Regions from separate parts of the Mus musculus genome. Here all the other regions are linked to region 2. A link is a contact called in public Hi-C, HiChIP or PLAC-seq and promoter capture Hi-C data. All regions are on one chromosome and are shown on one strand. The core of a region is the stretch at or near the end of the contact, and the rest is flanking DNA. Distances in the headings are between cores, read along the strand shown. Region 1 has its middle 33 kb from the start of Gm41297. Region 2 holds the start of Rrm2b (ribonucleotide reductase M2 B (TP53 inducible)). Region 3 holds the start of Rnf19a (ring finger protein 19A). Region 4 holds the start of A830021M18Rik (a long non-coding RNA gene). Region 5 holds the start of Ankrd46 (ankyrin repeat domain 46).

Region 1 (2,700 bases), core at 133-2,632, 1.2 Mb after region 2:
ATGGGTAAATTGGGATCGAGCTGACACTCGCACCATCCTTGATCACTCTGGGACCAGTTCCGGAAAGACTCTAAGCTAGGAAGATTCCGTGTCAGGGGAAGGGAAAGACCTGCTTGGTGCCTGCTGCCCTTAAGTATGGAGTCAGATGGCTCTGTGAATTCAAAACAAAACTAATCCTTGATACCATTTTTCTTCCCCGAACCTCAGATTTCTTATTGGTAAATTAGGAATGAGCTGTGGTGAAGACTAAGCAGTTCAATAAACAGAAGTGAAGCTTGCAGACAGGCACTGCGACCTATGTTCTCCAGGCTCTGATGACTCCAGGAGATGACTGGCCAGCACCAAAACTAAACCATGTAAGGAGCAAGGGCCTTGACCTTGGTGATGGAAGTACTTTGACACAAAGATGATGTTGGGTTTGACCAACCATGTCAGGCACTGAGGCTAATAGGCATGCCCAGGGAGACTGACACAGAGGTGGAGACCCATCTTGTACTGGCCCTGCCTGGCCACCGAGGGTCTCCCTGACCCAGCTGCCTTTTAACTTTCACTTCCCATTTAGAAATCAGATGCCTTGGTGGGGCAGGAAAACAGAACCTCTCACCCAGGAGACATGTTGGAGCTGGAGCCTGGCCCCCATCACTTGAACAACAGACAGTGCGGCCAAGGGAATTTACTGCACCTATCCTTAGCTGTAAAATGCAAAGGGTCATGGCCTCTATCTTGAGGGGAAATGTAGAATCTGACTAATATAATATAGCGAATCAACCCTAAGATGTATTGGCTGAGAACACACCACTCACTGTGTCTCAGAGTTGTGTGCCCAGGAATGTTTGTGAGGCTCTTGGGAGAACTGGCTCCATCCCTCACCTGGGCAGTAGAGTGTGTAGTTTTTGTTACCCTGCCGTAAGCTTCAGGAACAGGCTGCAGGCTGCGCTACCAGCCCCTATGCACACACACACACCAGTTAATCTCAAAATGCCTTTGCTAACTCAATGACTGGGTACTGCTAAACATCCCCTGCCACTCTGGCATAATCAGATACAGTGACCATTGACTCACATGGCTGGTTGGCTTTATCTCCTTTAACTCCCTCTCTCCTAGGTCTGCTAGCTTGCCTGTGGGGACCTTGGAAGTCCCACCTGTTCTGCCCAGGTCATTGACAGCTAGCATCTTTATTGATGAATCGAGAACCTATTGAAGAACAGGACCTCAGCATCAGCACCACCCCCTATAGAGCAGCACAGTAGAGCTGACCCTGATGGTGGGGGTGCAGGTGAGATGCTCTGACAGCATGAGCGTGGGAGAGCTGGCCCAGCCCCTTACTGGCTGCAGCACTAGGGAGAATGGGCCTTGAACCTTAGCTGAGCAGCACAGCAGAACTCCCCCTGGTGGCAAAGGTAGGGATACGCTGCCTCCCACCACATGAGAACATGAGAACAGGCAGGTAGACCTTGACCCTGGCCAGTTGTAGCATTGGATGAGCTAGGGCAGTGCTGTAGAGCTCACACTGGTGGCTCGGGTGCAGGAGTGTTGCAGTAAATCTCCCAAATATGCCCTGGTAATGAAAACACAACACAGTTAATATGATTACATGCAGTGCGTCTAGATTGGGCATATCTACCGCTACACTACCATCTTCCACAGCTCATGAGACCCCTTAGAACTTGCGGTTTCTCCAGGCCATGTGCTTCTGCTCTGCTTTTCTTCCTCCTCCTCCTCCTCTGCATTTTCTCCTTCTTCTCTCCCTCACCTTCTGCTCCACCTTCCCTTTTATCTGCCCAATCATCAGCTTTCCTTTATTTTACAAATTAAGGTGGGAAGCAGGTTTACAGGAAATCACCTGAGTGCTGACTCATTCCTCATTCACATGAAACCCTTCACTGGAGAATGGAATTAACATAAAATGTAATTAGCCCCAGGGCTATCCACAACATTGGAGAGCTGGCAGACTGACCAACTCAGCTACCCCCCAGACCAAGGTCTAGCACTTTGAGCTGGCACACCCCAACATCTGTCCCATCTATGATCTGCTGGAATTTGTGAAGGGGCCAGCCCTGCAGATCCAAAGCTGAAGGAACTCCATGGCACAGGACAACAGAATATCTGAGAGGTGTCCCAGTGAGGATCCGGTATTGATGGTATAGCAGAAGATGGTGTAGCCTTGAAACAGAGCCATGACTCATTGCAATGAACATTTGCTCTGAGGTCAGGAACAGTTTAATCAAATTATTCAGGGTATGGGTGGCTCTCTAGAGAGTGGTTTGTTATCAGTTTGGTCTTCCCCACTCCCTTTCCCACTCCTATTACCCCCATCTCTGTCTGTCTGTCTGTCTGTCTGTCTGTCTGTCTGTCTGTCTGTCATGTGCTTGCAGACTTATAAGGAAACAAGAAGGTCCTCACTACATGTGGTCCCTCGATCTTGGACTTTACATCCCCTGGACACATGAGCTAAATAAATGTCTACCGTGTGTGTGGCTTATCCAGCCCGAGGTTTTCTGTTCCAGTAGCAGAAGACAGGACAAAAGGTCCACATGACAGGGGAGACAAAAGGAGGCTGAGGGGTTCACCTAGTGGCCAGGTGTTGTATACTGCCTGGGCCCCTGCTTTCTACCCTGTCTTACTGTTCCTAGGTCTGTGTCCTTTGCTGGCTCCTTCTCTTCCTGGTTATGTCATCATTTATGTGTGGGAGGGATCGGG
Region 2 (2,700 bases), core at 155-2,654:
GCCAGATGTTGAAGTCATAACAAGGCTCTTTCCAGAATCTACTGAAAATCTCTTACTTCTTTTTCACGTTTTTGGTTTTTGGCTTTGAGACTGGATCTTCCCATCTAGCCCAAGACGACCTTGGTTTCACGATCCTCCTGCTCCTATCCAAGATGCTGGGATCAGAGGTGTTCAATACCATACTCAACTCTTCTTTCACCATATTATTATTTAATTTGTATATCTTATTTGTGTTTGTATACAAGAAGGGGTAGTGCTGGGGATTGAACCCAAGGCCTTGTACATCATCACCTAATGAGCTACAGTCCCATCCCGCTCATTATATTTTTCTGTCGTACTACCATATATGTACCATATGCTGAAAACATAGAAGCAATTCAACCAAGAGTATTGCCACCATCATTATTCACTGTCTTTGGCCCTTGCAATACAAAAGTGTTGAATCTCTTTACAACTTTAACCTTTGCTTTGAAAAGTATCCGTAGCAAGGATATTGGAGTCTACCGTATTTTGGTTGCTTAATCTTGGCTATTTATCTTCGGGTTCAGTTTAATCTGGAACATGAAAATTGCAGTATCGACTACAGGGAAATATCTCAAAGATTAATTCACATAAAGGGCTTAGCAGAATAGAACCTATCAGGTTGTGAAAGTTCAATAAATATTACTCAGTTAAACAATCACAAAGACTTCAAGGTATTTCCCAGGATTTAGCTATTTTTCCTACTCATTCTCAAGCTCCATTCACGCACACACTTTCCCCCTCCAGTTTCTCCTTTTGGTTGCTGAAATACAAGAGTTCCTTTCTCCTTGGAGTTTTTAACAGTGTCGACCTCCCACCCTGCTTTCCACATCCCATCCAGTGGGCAGCTCTACAGCCACTCTGGCAGTCTCTTGGACTGACTGGGTGCAACCTACCGTGTCGCTGGGGCACCACGAGGGCTAGGGAATGTCCCGGCGTGCCAGTCACCTCGTGTACCAGGTAGTCTGGCACAAGTAGGCAGACTGCAAATTCCAGTAGACGCTCTAGAATTCAGAGCAGATGACAGGCTGGGCAACAGCGCGGAAGCTGGGGGAGCAAGAGTGGGCGGGGTCATGCGACGCTAAAGAACAGGCTTGAAGTGCTCTGGTACTGCGGACTGAACTTACGCAGCCGTCGCCGGAGTGGGGACCCTGCTCAGTGAAGAGAAGCGGGCCAGCCGAGGAAGCAGAGTTCGGCGGCGAGGGGCGGGGCCAGCTGAGGTAGGCGGATCTCTGGCGGGGCGGGCCGGGGCCGGCTGAGGTAGGCGGATCTCTGAGACGCTGGGTGGAGCCGGCTGAGGTAGGCGGATCTCTAGGCAGTGGGGCGGGGCCGGCAGGAAAGGCGGATCTTTCAGGCGCCGAGAGTAGCGTGCCTGGGCGGAGCCACCGCAGAGAAGGCCCCTCAATGGGCCGGCTAGAACCCAGGACCGGCGCGGCAAGGCGTGCCCGGAGCAGGAGGAGGTTCGCACAGGACGATCTGATCCTACTAGGATTTGGTCGGCCGCGCTCAGTTCCTCAGCTCGGGTGGCTCTGGTGGAGTCTGCGCGATGGGCGACCCGGAAAGGCCGGAAGCGGCCAGGCCGGAGAAGGGTGAGGTAAATGTCGCAGTCGCTTCATCCTCCACCCCTGGGTCACGCCCGGACTTTAGGTTGCTGCGAGTCAGTCGCAGGTCCGCTGTAGAGTAGTATTTTATTCGTCGCCGTCAGAAACACTGTGCAGGCCGAAAGGAAGCGCCCTCACCTCAGGCTAGTGTTGGGGAGTCGGGAAGGGCGAGCATGGACGCTGTGCTGCTCTGCTCAGGGCGGAGCAGGAACACTCAGGTCCCGGCTGAGGAAGTCTCCGTGTCCCCTTGTTCTCCAACCTCTGCTCTCCAGTCTTTCTTTTCTTGTCGGGAGCCCTGGCGGGTGAAAAAGGGCTGTGACGGATCTACGCAAGAGAGGTGAACCATCAGATGCAGTTGAGGAACTCGTGTGGAAACTGATGCAGGTGGATGAGGGGAGGAGATGACAGGTGAAGGGAGGACGAGAAACCCTTACAACGAATAAAAGACTGGGAGACCAGTTTTCCTCACACCGAACTTCTAACTGAATCTTCGGGGTGTCTCTTCATTTCAGTAGTGGAAGTGTTTCTTCCTTCACAAAGAATGAAGTGCTTTATGCAAAGTGTTTAATAAATCTAAAATTAACCCGTGCTAGCAGAAAGAAGTATGTAATAAGAGCAAACAAAAATTATACGGCTTTATAGTAATGTAAGTTGTTACTGTGTAATTCCAACTCCACATTTTGGAGACAAATATTCTAAACCATCTGGAATACAAGTAATACTTTTTTTTTTTTTTTTTTTTTTTTTTTTGGTATGTGAGCCTGTTTCTCTTTGTGGTGTCTTGAAGTTAATACTGTGGCAAGTTGGAAGGGGCCATAAAAGTTTGAGCCCACATATATTCATGCTTATACTGGCATTTCTAGACAAAGATGGAGGTTCTAAGTTGATTTTTATTCTGTAATCGTTTAATAATAAATTATGTCTATCCCTTAATTTTCCCCTTGAAACAAAGATACTCAGCACCAATTTCTCCTTTCCGGCAATATTTAGACTTCTCTGGTTTGCCAATGACACCAGGAATCATTCTGGCTTAACACCTGAAAGTTAACTTTTAAAAAAAAAAATTACTTTTAATTCA
Region 3 (2,700 bases), core at 144-2,643, 1.7 Mb after region 2:
CAACAGCCCAGGGATGAAACTATTCACAGTGGGCTGTCTCTCCATCAATCACTAATTAAAATGTCCTACGGCTTCCTACAGCCCAGTCTCATGGAGGTGTTTTCTTCATTGACGATCCCTTCTCTCAAACGACTTTAGCTTGTCTCATGTTAAGATAAAACTATCTAATACAAGATGCCTCCATAGATTCAAGTGGAGATGTCCTTCAGGTATATCTCTCTCAGGATATGCATATTGGACTAGTAAGTAACAGCAGACCCTTCCAATTTCTAGGAAGACAGAAATTTAATTTCTCAGAACTATGATGACTATAGAGAGTACAGGACCACTGTTATTCTGCACAATTCTTTACTCAAAACCCTTACCAGTCATTACTCCATTTGTACTGCAAAGCTACTCTTGCACTATCCGTAGGCTTAAAGTGTCCTGTAGATTATTGGGCATCGAATGCAGCCTTTTGATAGCATTTTAAGGTATACACATAATGGCTCTCAACTTCCAATAAATGGAAATCATATCCATACTTACTCCCTTTAAGATGTATGGTCAAAGACATTTAGCCCTAGATCGCCTAGCCTGTTTCTAACTGGGAAAAATTTACTGTGTTACCAAAGAGGCCAAGTGGGGTTTGAAAAAATATGGCTCCTTGGTGAGTTTCTAGTTTAGACACACTGAAATAAGGATCGAGTGATATATTTAGATTAAGTAACAGATGGTGGATGGACATTTTGGCATCCATCACATCCATTTCTCAGGATTCTAAGGAAATGATCTAAGTCCCCAAGAGAAATAAACGGAGAGGATGGGATCAGGACAGGAAAGGGATCTGTTTATTTAACTAACTCTATACCAAGTCTTATGTAGGTGAAAAATTCAAAGGGTGTCCGACTGGATCAAAAGCTGGAGGGGAATGGAAGACACAGGCTGGGCCAAAGTAACTCCTACTGTATCAGACATTGATAAGACCTGAGATATTTCTTTGGGGACGACTCGGCTCTGCTCTCCCGAGGGTTGCCAATCAAGCAGGTGAACAAAGGATTGAAAAGCTAAGTCAGGGTCCTGTCGCTCAGGAAGCGCTCCACTTGGAACGCGGCTCCCGCCGTCCCTTCCTATCACCTCACGGAGACGGGGTCGGGGTTACAAGAAGGGCGTCTCCCGCCCCACTGCCCGGCGCGTTCCGAGTAAGTCGCCGCCCGCGGGAGGGCCGGCGGCGAGAGCGCGCAGTGCGAGGCGAACGTGCTGGAGCCAAGGAACCACCGCGTCCCAGAGATAACCGCGGCTGGTCGACGTGGGGCGGGGCGGGGCTTGACGCCAAGACGCAAGGCGCGCTGGGCGGGGCTATGCCGGGTGGGGCAGGAGGGAGTGGAGGGGGCGGGGCCTGGGGGCGAGGGCGGGGGAGAATGGCAGTTGCTGTGTTGGTTCCCGGCTGCGACGGTCCGACTGGAGTCACAGAGGGGAGTTCGGGAAAGCGGCCGCCCGCAACCGTTCCACCGGCAGCTCTCGCCCTAGCTGAGAAGGTTCCGCGGCGGTGCTGAAAAGTCGTCCTCCGTTCTGCCTCCGCTTTCTGCCTCCGCGGGATGGGCCTGCTCGCCAGCCGCCCCGCGCCGCCGCCGCCCTGAGGAGCTGAGGTACGGCAGGCGCCGGAGCCGCGGGAGCCGGGCGGCTCCCCTACGGATGGGGATTCAAGGCGCCGCTCAGGCCTCGGTCTGGGGCCGGGAGACCGTTGCGGCCGTCTCCGGGGTGCGGGCCGGGGCGTGGGGGGCCGGGCCTGTGGCCCCGTCGGTGTTGTGACTGTCCACGGCGCTGCCCCGAGCGTTCCGGGGCGGCGGAGCGGACGAGACCCGAGGGCGGCCGCCGTGGGGAGGCGGCGGGGGCGGAGCGCATTCCTGACGGGTGAAATCGCCTCTAACGGGACGCTTTCCGGGCCTCGCCGCACACTGGGCGCCGCGGACTTCGCCCCCGAAGCCTGCCGCCTGGGGCCCGGGAGGGCGGCGGGGAGATGACCGCCTCCTTCGGGAGCGGAGATCGCGCACACAAGCAGGCACCGGCGCGGAAAGCCGTATAGCCTGGGGATGAACGGGGGTCTTCCGGACTCCACGTCTGGGGTTTTCCCTGCCCTCACCCCGAGTGAGGCCACCACTTTGAATTGCCAGTTTTTCCTTCGGTCTGGGATTCCGCTCTACTGTCGCTCTCTTCTCTTTTTCCATTTCCACTAATGGGAAGAAGTGGTTTAGGTTCGTTAATCCTGAGACAAGGGCAGCAAATAAAAGAGGGAAGAGAATGGTGAAGGCTATATATGGGAAAAAGAAAGGTTTAATTTTTGCTTGTTGGCGCCCTTGGAGATAGAAATACACGACTGGTGCTTTACTTTGTGTAGGGTTGAGAATGTCGCAAAATGTTGGTAATGATAGGACGGCCTTTAAATGCAGCTGCAATTTTCAAACCTAGGGTTGGCTATAAAGGCTGGTGTAAAATGATAGCAAACGGGAGGTATGAAAGCGGGCCTTTCCGTGGTTGGTGCCTTCAAAATATTTTGATCTTCCTCATTCTACTTTGTGTATGTTTGTGTATACGCACGCGTACCTGGCAGTCTTTGATTATTTAATATTTTAACCAGAATTTCTTGACCCTTTTCATTGTATGTAGTGTGACGAGATACTTGTCTTTTTTTCCCTTTCCGGTTTTGCTATAAACCGGTCT
Region 4 (2,700 bases), core at 186-2,685, 1.2 Mb after region 2:
GTGGGGCGCGCGCGAGAGATCACGCCGTGCCACAGAGCACTGGGTGGCAGGGTTGAGTAGGCGGGGCTGGGGGGCCGTAGCTGCAGCTGTGTCCTTGCTGCCAGAGCTCTAGTCAACTGGCTGCTGTGGAGTCAGGTCAAACAGGGAGGGAGACAGCAAGGGGGAATGTGGAGAGCTCAGGATTGTCAGGCAGCACCGCCCTGAACAGAGAGTGAGGGGCGGATGGAAAGTACGTGGTGGCGGCAGAATCAGGGGAGCAGGGAACCGGGAGTGGAGAGCAAGCAGCAAGAAAACGTGGGGTAGGGAATGGTCTACAGATCGCTAGCTAGAGAGTTGTAAAAGTTTGCTATTAAAGTTCCAGTAAACGGCCATTTAGAGTTATTCTTTGATGGGTATAGGGGCCAAATTTTAACCAGGAGACGTGCTAGCAAAGATATTCCCTTCTGGGTGAGAATAGGAGCAAGTGACTTCCCCGTTCCCCGGTGTCTCTAGTACAAATGTGATAGCTAGAAACAGAGGCAGCCAAAACAGATCACCAGCCACGCAGTGAACTAGCAGCTGAGCTGCGGGACCAGTGCACGAGCTGTGTGTGGGGCTCAGAGCCTGAGGGAGGATGGTTTGCCTAAGCGTAGGATTTTTTCAGCAGTGTGCAAGAGAAGCCAAGAGAAAAACCGTCAGAGAAAGAGAGACAGAGACAGAGAGAGCACTCACCCAGGGGTAGAGGTCCGAGAACGAAGCATCAGTAAGAAGACCAGGACACCACGGGGTGGCTGCAAGCTCAACAGCCCTCCCTTGGGACCAGAGGGCGTTTATGCTGACCAGTGAGAGTAGGGAGCTTTACCAATTCTCCAGTGCTTGGGTGGAGAGGTCTAGCAAGAGATCCATCCCATGGCTGCAAAGTCCATGTGGCAGCACGGAAATATGAGCTCATGCAACCTGTGAGTTTCTAAATCCCAGGCACAGCACCCGTGTTGGTAGAGGCGCTGTATGGTGGGTGAGGTGGAAGGGCTGCCTCCACAGGCCCCCGCTGAGGCATCCCCTCCCCCTGAGGCATGGTATGGAGTTTATTTAGGGCATGGGGAAGGTGGGAGGCAGAGAAAGGCGGGAGGTGGGGAGAGGAGAGGGAGAAGCAGGCCAGGAACACATGGGGAGAGGAAGGGGGGAGCGGGAGAAGGGGCAGGTAGTAAGAAAGAGGATCAGACAGCGAGGAAGAGACATGCAGACCCTTTTAGAGTGAGCCAGGCATACCTGGCTATTGCCAGGTCATGCCAACAGTAACTTCTGCTCTTTAGCAGCCTGTAGTGACATTAATTCTCTTTACATTTAGACAATTTAAGTGTCTAAAGATTGGTGACCCAACCAGGAGAGCAATAGCAAAGCATTATATGGCAAGCATTTGTACCACACTCCCTTGTGACATAGCCCAGCCCATCAAAGGTCTGTACCACACCCTCTTGTGACATAGCCCAGCCCATCAAGTACCAGCATCCTCCCAGGTGTATGTTAGCTTCCTCCAGCTGTGGGCCGCGTTGGGTGCCAGAAGTGCTTCTCTGTCCTCTGTTTCCTCCCTCAGGGTGTCCAGGCACCAGGCTTGAAGGATGAAGTGGAGTCTGGAACAGGTTGGGACTGGCTCTCAGTCCAGCTGAACTCACATGTGGGCATGGGGTGGAGGGCTTCACCAAGGAAGGCCTTCTCTGGCGATTTTAGTCTTACAGCTCTTTTAGATGACTCCCAATGAAGTGGCTCTTAGATGGTCTTCAGTGAAATAGCTGGTGCTCACTTACTTTATTTGGGTGGACAAGGGCTGTATATGAACTTTGGAGAGTGGAGAGGAGTTTTCAGGGTGAATGTTGATGACTGGCTGGAGCTCAGTGAACTGGGAACGCCTCTTTTGTGTGGAAAAGCTCTCCAGGAATCCCAGGTATTTGCTGGGCAGGTTCTTATGGGGTGTAGGGAGAGGAATTTGTAGGTTTGCCAAGGACCCCATTACCTTCCTCAGGTAGAGGATGGGGGGGTAGTCAGAGAAGTGGAAGCCCTGCTAGAAAAAGGGAATTCTCCATTTTGTGCTGAGCTCAGAGGAGCTACACAAAACATGGGGATGTTCCATTAGCTGAATGTTGCTAGAGGAGTGATCTTACACGCGTTCGCAACCGGCCAGGAAAGACGCAACAAACCAGAATCTTCTGCGGCAAAGCTTTATTGCTTACTCAGGAGCAAGAGAGGAAGAGCGCGGCAGAGAGAGGCAGAGAGGAAGAGAGAGAGAGAGAGACACAGAGAGACGCAGAGAGAGAGGCAGAGAGAGGGGCAGAGAGGGAGAGAGGCAGAGAGCAGAGGAAGAGAGCAGAGGAAAAGACGAAGAGGCGAAGAGATGAAGAGAAGAAGAAACGAAGAGACGAAGAGGCGAAGAGAAAGAGTGCCAGAACCCCGTCCCTTTTAAGGAGAATTATCCTCCGCCTAGGACGTGTCGCTCCCTGATTGGCTGCAGCCCATTGGCCCAGTTGTCATCACAAAAAAGGCAGAGCACATGGCGGGAAAACTGCCCCTGCACATGTGCAGATTATTTACTACTTAGAACACAGCTGTCAGCGCCATCTTATAATGGCAAATGTGAGTGCGGCTCCCCACAGAGTGAAGCCCAAAGACTTGTGTCAAGGTGCTCATGAGTCCAGCATGGGACAGTCTGGGAAAGCCGGAGTTTAT
Region 5 (2,700 bases), core at 137-2,636, 1.5 Mb after region 2:
CACAGTCCATTTCCTTAATCTCCTCAGAGGAAGAAAAAAAGCTGCCTTCACAGTCCTTACATTTTCCCCATTGATCAGAAGCCATAATTCGTGAAGAAGAAAAGATAAATTAGAATACAATCAATAAACTCTCAAGTTGTTTGATACACCAACCGGGGAAGAATAAATTGTAAGAATAGAATTATCATTTAAATTACCCAATGATTTGGCACAGTGCATGGGCATATATGAAGATATTATGGACTTAGCCACTGACAAATTGATTAATGTATCCCCAATTTACAGAATATTTATAGTCAGTCACTGCACAAGTAAATGTTAAATAGCTAAAGATGATTGGCAGCCCTGGGGATGGCTGAGCTCACCCTGCCCTGGTGTGTGGCCTGTGTGTGTATATGTGCACAGGCCCATGCATTCACAAACATGAGTGTGCAAACACTTAACATGCACTTGCACATGGAGACCAGAGGTCAGCCTCAGGTGACATACCTTAAGAGCCAATCATCTTGATTTTTTTTTGAGAGGACTCTCATTAAAGCCCATGAATAGCCCAGGCTGGCAGACTGGTCAGGGGGACCACTGAGACCCAGCTATCTCCTACTAGCCAGAACTTGGATTACCACATGCCAGCATGCTTGGCTTTTTATGTGGGTTCTGGGGTGACTTCAGGACCTTATGCTTGCAATGCAGGTCCTTTACCAACTGAGCTATCTCTCCAGCCTTCTTATAATCCTTAAATGAAAGGAATATGAGGTTTCCTTAAGCCAGGCAATACTCCTATACATCTATTTGACATTGCCGGGGGCTGGGGGCGGGAGGACGACTTAGATGTAATTCTTGAACAGACAACACCCTACAGGGTCATCTGGTGGGTTGGATGATACTAGAATTTGTAGAACAGTGTTTAAAAGAAGTCACCTTGGCTATATGACTGGAGTTGAGAGAGAGAGAGAGAGATAGAGAGAGAGAGAGAAGCTCTGTGAAAGAATGTTCCATATATGGGTGTATCATCATTTTCACATGTCATGATAAGTCAAGGAACCCTTATAAGTGGGTGTAAGCATTCACTCTGAATAATAACTCGGCAGGATTATAGCTTAGAGTAGACTTGTCAGCCATTATTTGCTAACTTGTGGATTCAGATTTTAAACACCTCCCCTGCAGCCCTAAACTAATAAATTAATGCGCGTGGCACTTAATATATTTGTTTCTGCCTTTTAAATTTCTACTTAGTTGAGGGAATGGGATGTATGTTTTTTAAAAGGGGTGAATGTGCGCGATGCTGGCTAGAGGCCGAACCGCCATGAGAGCCTCCCGCCTGCAGGGGGCGCGCCGCCGCGGGGTGCGAGGCCGCTCTGCCCTCGCGAGCTCCACCTCTGTGGTCGTCCGCGCCCCGCCTGTCGCCGCTGGAGAGGAGGAGCTGCTGCCATCACTGCTGCCGCGGGCGCAGGTACCAGGGCCGGGGCCGTGGGCAGCAGCTGGGCGGGAGCCGGTGACAGCTCCTCTGAGGGCCGTGGAGCCCGGCGCGGGTCCGAGCGGCTTCCGCGCGGGCGATGCTGGCAGGAGGGCCCGGGTCAGGCCTGGGAGCTTGCGCGGATGATGCCCGCGGGTATTCGCGGGTCTCAGGCAGCCCACGCCCCAGCCCGATGGCGGCGTCCTTCCCAGGCAGGGATTCAAAGCATAGCTAGGAATTGTCAACACCTTAGCGGTTCACGAGGAGACCGAAGCCCGGGCGTGCGTGGGCGCTGTGGAGGTGCGTGTGATCTGTCCGGACTGTCACACTGCCCAGGGTATCCGCGGAGAGAAAAGATTTGCACACTTTGCGCTTAGGCCTCAGGTGATCATGAACTTTCACACTTGACACGCGTCGTTAAAACGCAGTTGCTTCCTCTCCGGATTTCCCAACAACCGTCTTAGGGAGAAGACATTTATTTTAACAGCGTTCCACAGACTCTAGAATTGGCTGCGGAATGTAATAAGTGTGTGTTATTGAAGAGTAAATAACACTGCCCACTCTTCAGAACGTGGCATTAGTACTTAGGCGCTTCCCAAGGTGCCATCAGTGGTGTGGTGATTTTTCATGTTACAGTAACAGCTGGCTATCTTCATGTCAGATATTGTGCCTAATGGTCCTTTTTAAAATCTTTGCAACAACCCTGACAAGTACCATCTCTGATTTGCAGATAAAGAAGCTGAGGCACAGAGTCTTAAGTCAACCTGTCCAAGCCCAGACAGTTGGCAGACTAAGTGGGACCGGAGACGCCCAAGACTTCACGCCAGCATCCCTTTACCTTGCAAAGGTAGTAGTGTTCCTTAAGATTTTTGTTTATTGATAGAATTCGTAGCCTGAACTGGTTTCTCTTAGACTTATGCTTATGGAGTATGCAAGAGCCTGTGCCACTGTCCTTTTAGTTTCAAGGGAGTTTAATGAGAAATGCATTTGTTCTTTAAGCCTTGTAGTGATAATAAAGTTAAATGTCCTGGATTCTTACTGTTTCAGCATAGGTTGATTTGATGGAGGAGTGCGTCTGTGATTGTCTATCCACATTAGCTGTGTGTTGGTTAGTTGTATTTTCACAGCAGTTCTAGTGAGTGTACCTTGCACACATAGCATTCTGCCAAGCAGAAAGATTCCCCGACTCCTACAAGAAGCTAGTGTCTCACAGGATACCAGAGAGACGTGGGAGAGAACTGCTACGT

Evidence for each region. Promoter capture Hi-C pulls out the DNA fragments that hold promoters and counts their contacts. A called contact is a pair of places that touch in the nucleus more often than the background predicts. HiChIP or PLAC-seq counts read pairs in DNA pulled down with a chosen protein or histone mark. Capture Hi-C pulls out chosen DNA fragments and counts their contacts.
Region 1: an H3K27ac HiChIP or PLAC-seq map of embryonic stem cells shows a contact between it and region 2, with 2.7 times the contacts expected there. The contact joins the enhancer-like site here to the promoter of Rrm2b in region 2. A contact is called at or near these places in 4 of 39 promoter capture datasets (the C10 cell line, liver, pre-B cells and 1 more), 4 of 115 datasets of contacts at active chromatin or transcription factors (astrocytes, embryonic stem cells and pro-B cells) and 2 of 9 other capture datasets (adipose tissue and pancreatic islet).
Region 3: a Hi-C map of uterus shows a contact between it and region 2, with 14 times the contacts expected there. The contact joins the promoter of Rnf19a here to the promoter of Rrm2b in region 2. A contact is called at or near these places in 3 of 39 promoter capture datasets (3T3-L1-derived adipocytes, liver and pre-B cells), 3 of 484 Hi-C or Micro-C datasets (B cells, muscle stem cells and uterus), 3 of 115 datasets of contacts at active chromatin or transcription factors (large pre-B cells, pancreatic cancer cells and pro-B cells) and 1 of 9 other capture datasets (liver).
Region 4: a contact with region 2 is called in a promoter capture Hi-C map of pre-B cells, with 4 times the contacts expected there. The contact joins the promoter of A830021M18Rik here to the promoter of Rrm2b in region 2. A contact is called at or near these places in 6 of 39 promoter capture datasets (the 3T3-L1 cell line, hippocampal neurons, liver and 1 more), 3 of 115 datasets of contacts at active chromatin or transcription factors (astrocytes, embryonic stem cells and pancreatic cancer cells) and 1 of 9 other capture datasets (liver).
Region 5: a promoter capture Hi-C map of liver shows a contact between it and region 2, with 3 times the contacts expected there. The contact joins the promoter of Ankrd46 here to the promoter of Rrm2b in region 2. A contact is called at or near these places in 2 of 39 promoter capture datasets (liver and pre-B cells) and 2 of 9 other capture datasets (adipose tissue and liver).

Annotation. Positions count from the first base shown.
Region 1 is chr15:36,759,478-36,762,177 of GRCm38.p6, reverse strand. No RefSeq gene overlaps it. Among named protein-coding and RNA genes, the nearest start is that of Gm41297, 33 kb to the right of the region's middle. Within about 2 kb of position 1,382, at least 43 of the 459 cell types and tissues checked have an H3K27ac peak or open chromatin away from gene starts, as enhancers often do. A contact at or near this core is called in embryonic stem cells, where this site is marked.
Region 2 is chr15:37,959,759-37,962,458 of GRCm38.p6, reverse strand. Rrm2b (ribonucleotide reductase M2 B (TP53 inducible)) reads left to right here and starts at 1,404. Exons shown (of 9, transcript NM_199476.1): 1 at 1,404-1,615. The coding sequence starts at 1,568. It overlaps Gm49085 (a long non-coding RNA gene), which reads right to left and starts at 1,301. Exons shown (of 2, transcript XR_003951596.1): 1 at 918-1,301.
Region 3 is chr15:36,281,840-36,284,539 of GRCm38.p6, reverse strand. Rnf19a (ring finger protein 19A) reads left to right here and starts at 1,393. Exons shown (of 10, transcript NM_013923.2): 1 at 1,393-1,628.
Region 4 is chr15:36,724,980-36,727,679 of GRCm38.p6, reverse strand. A830021M18Rik (a long non-coding RNA gene) reads right to left here and starts at 1,435. Exons shown (of 3, transcript XR_875150.3): 1 at 712-1,435. All of the region lies in intron 1 of Gm41297 (a long non-coding RNA gene), which reads left to right.
Region 5 is chr15:36,495,477-36,498,176 of GRCm38.p6, reverse strand. It overlaps Ankrd46 (ankyrin repeat domain 46), which reads left to right and starts at 1,386. Exons shown (of 5, transcript NM_175134.4): 1 at 1,386-1,450; 2 at 2,184-2,300.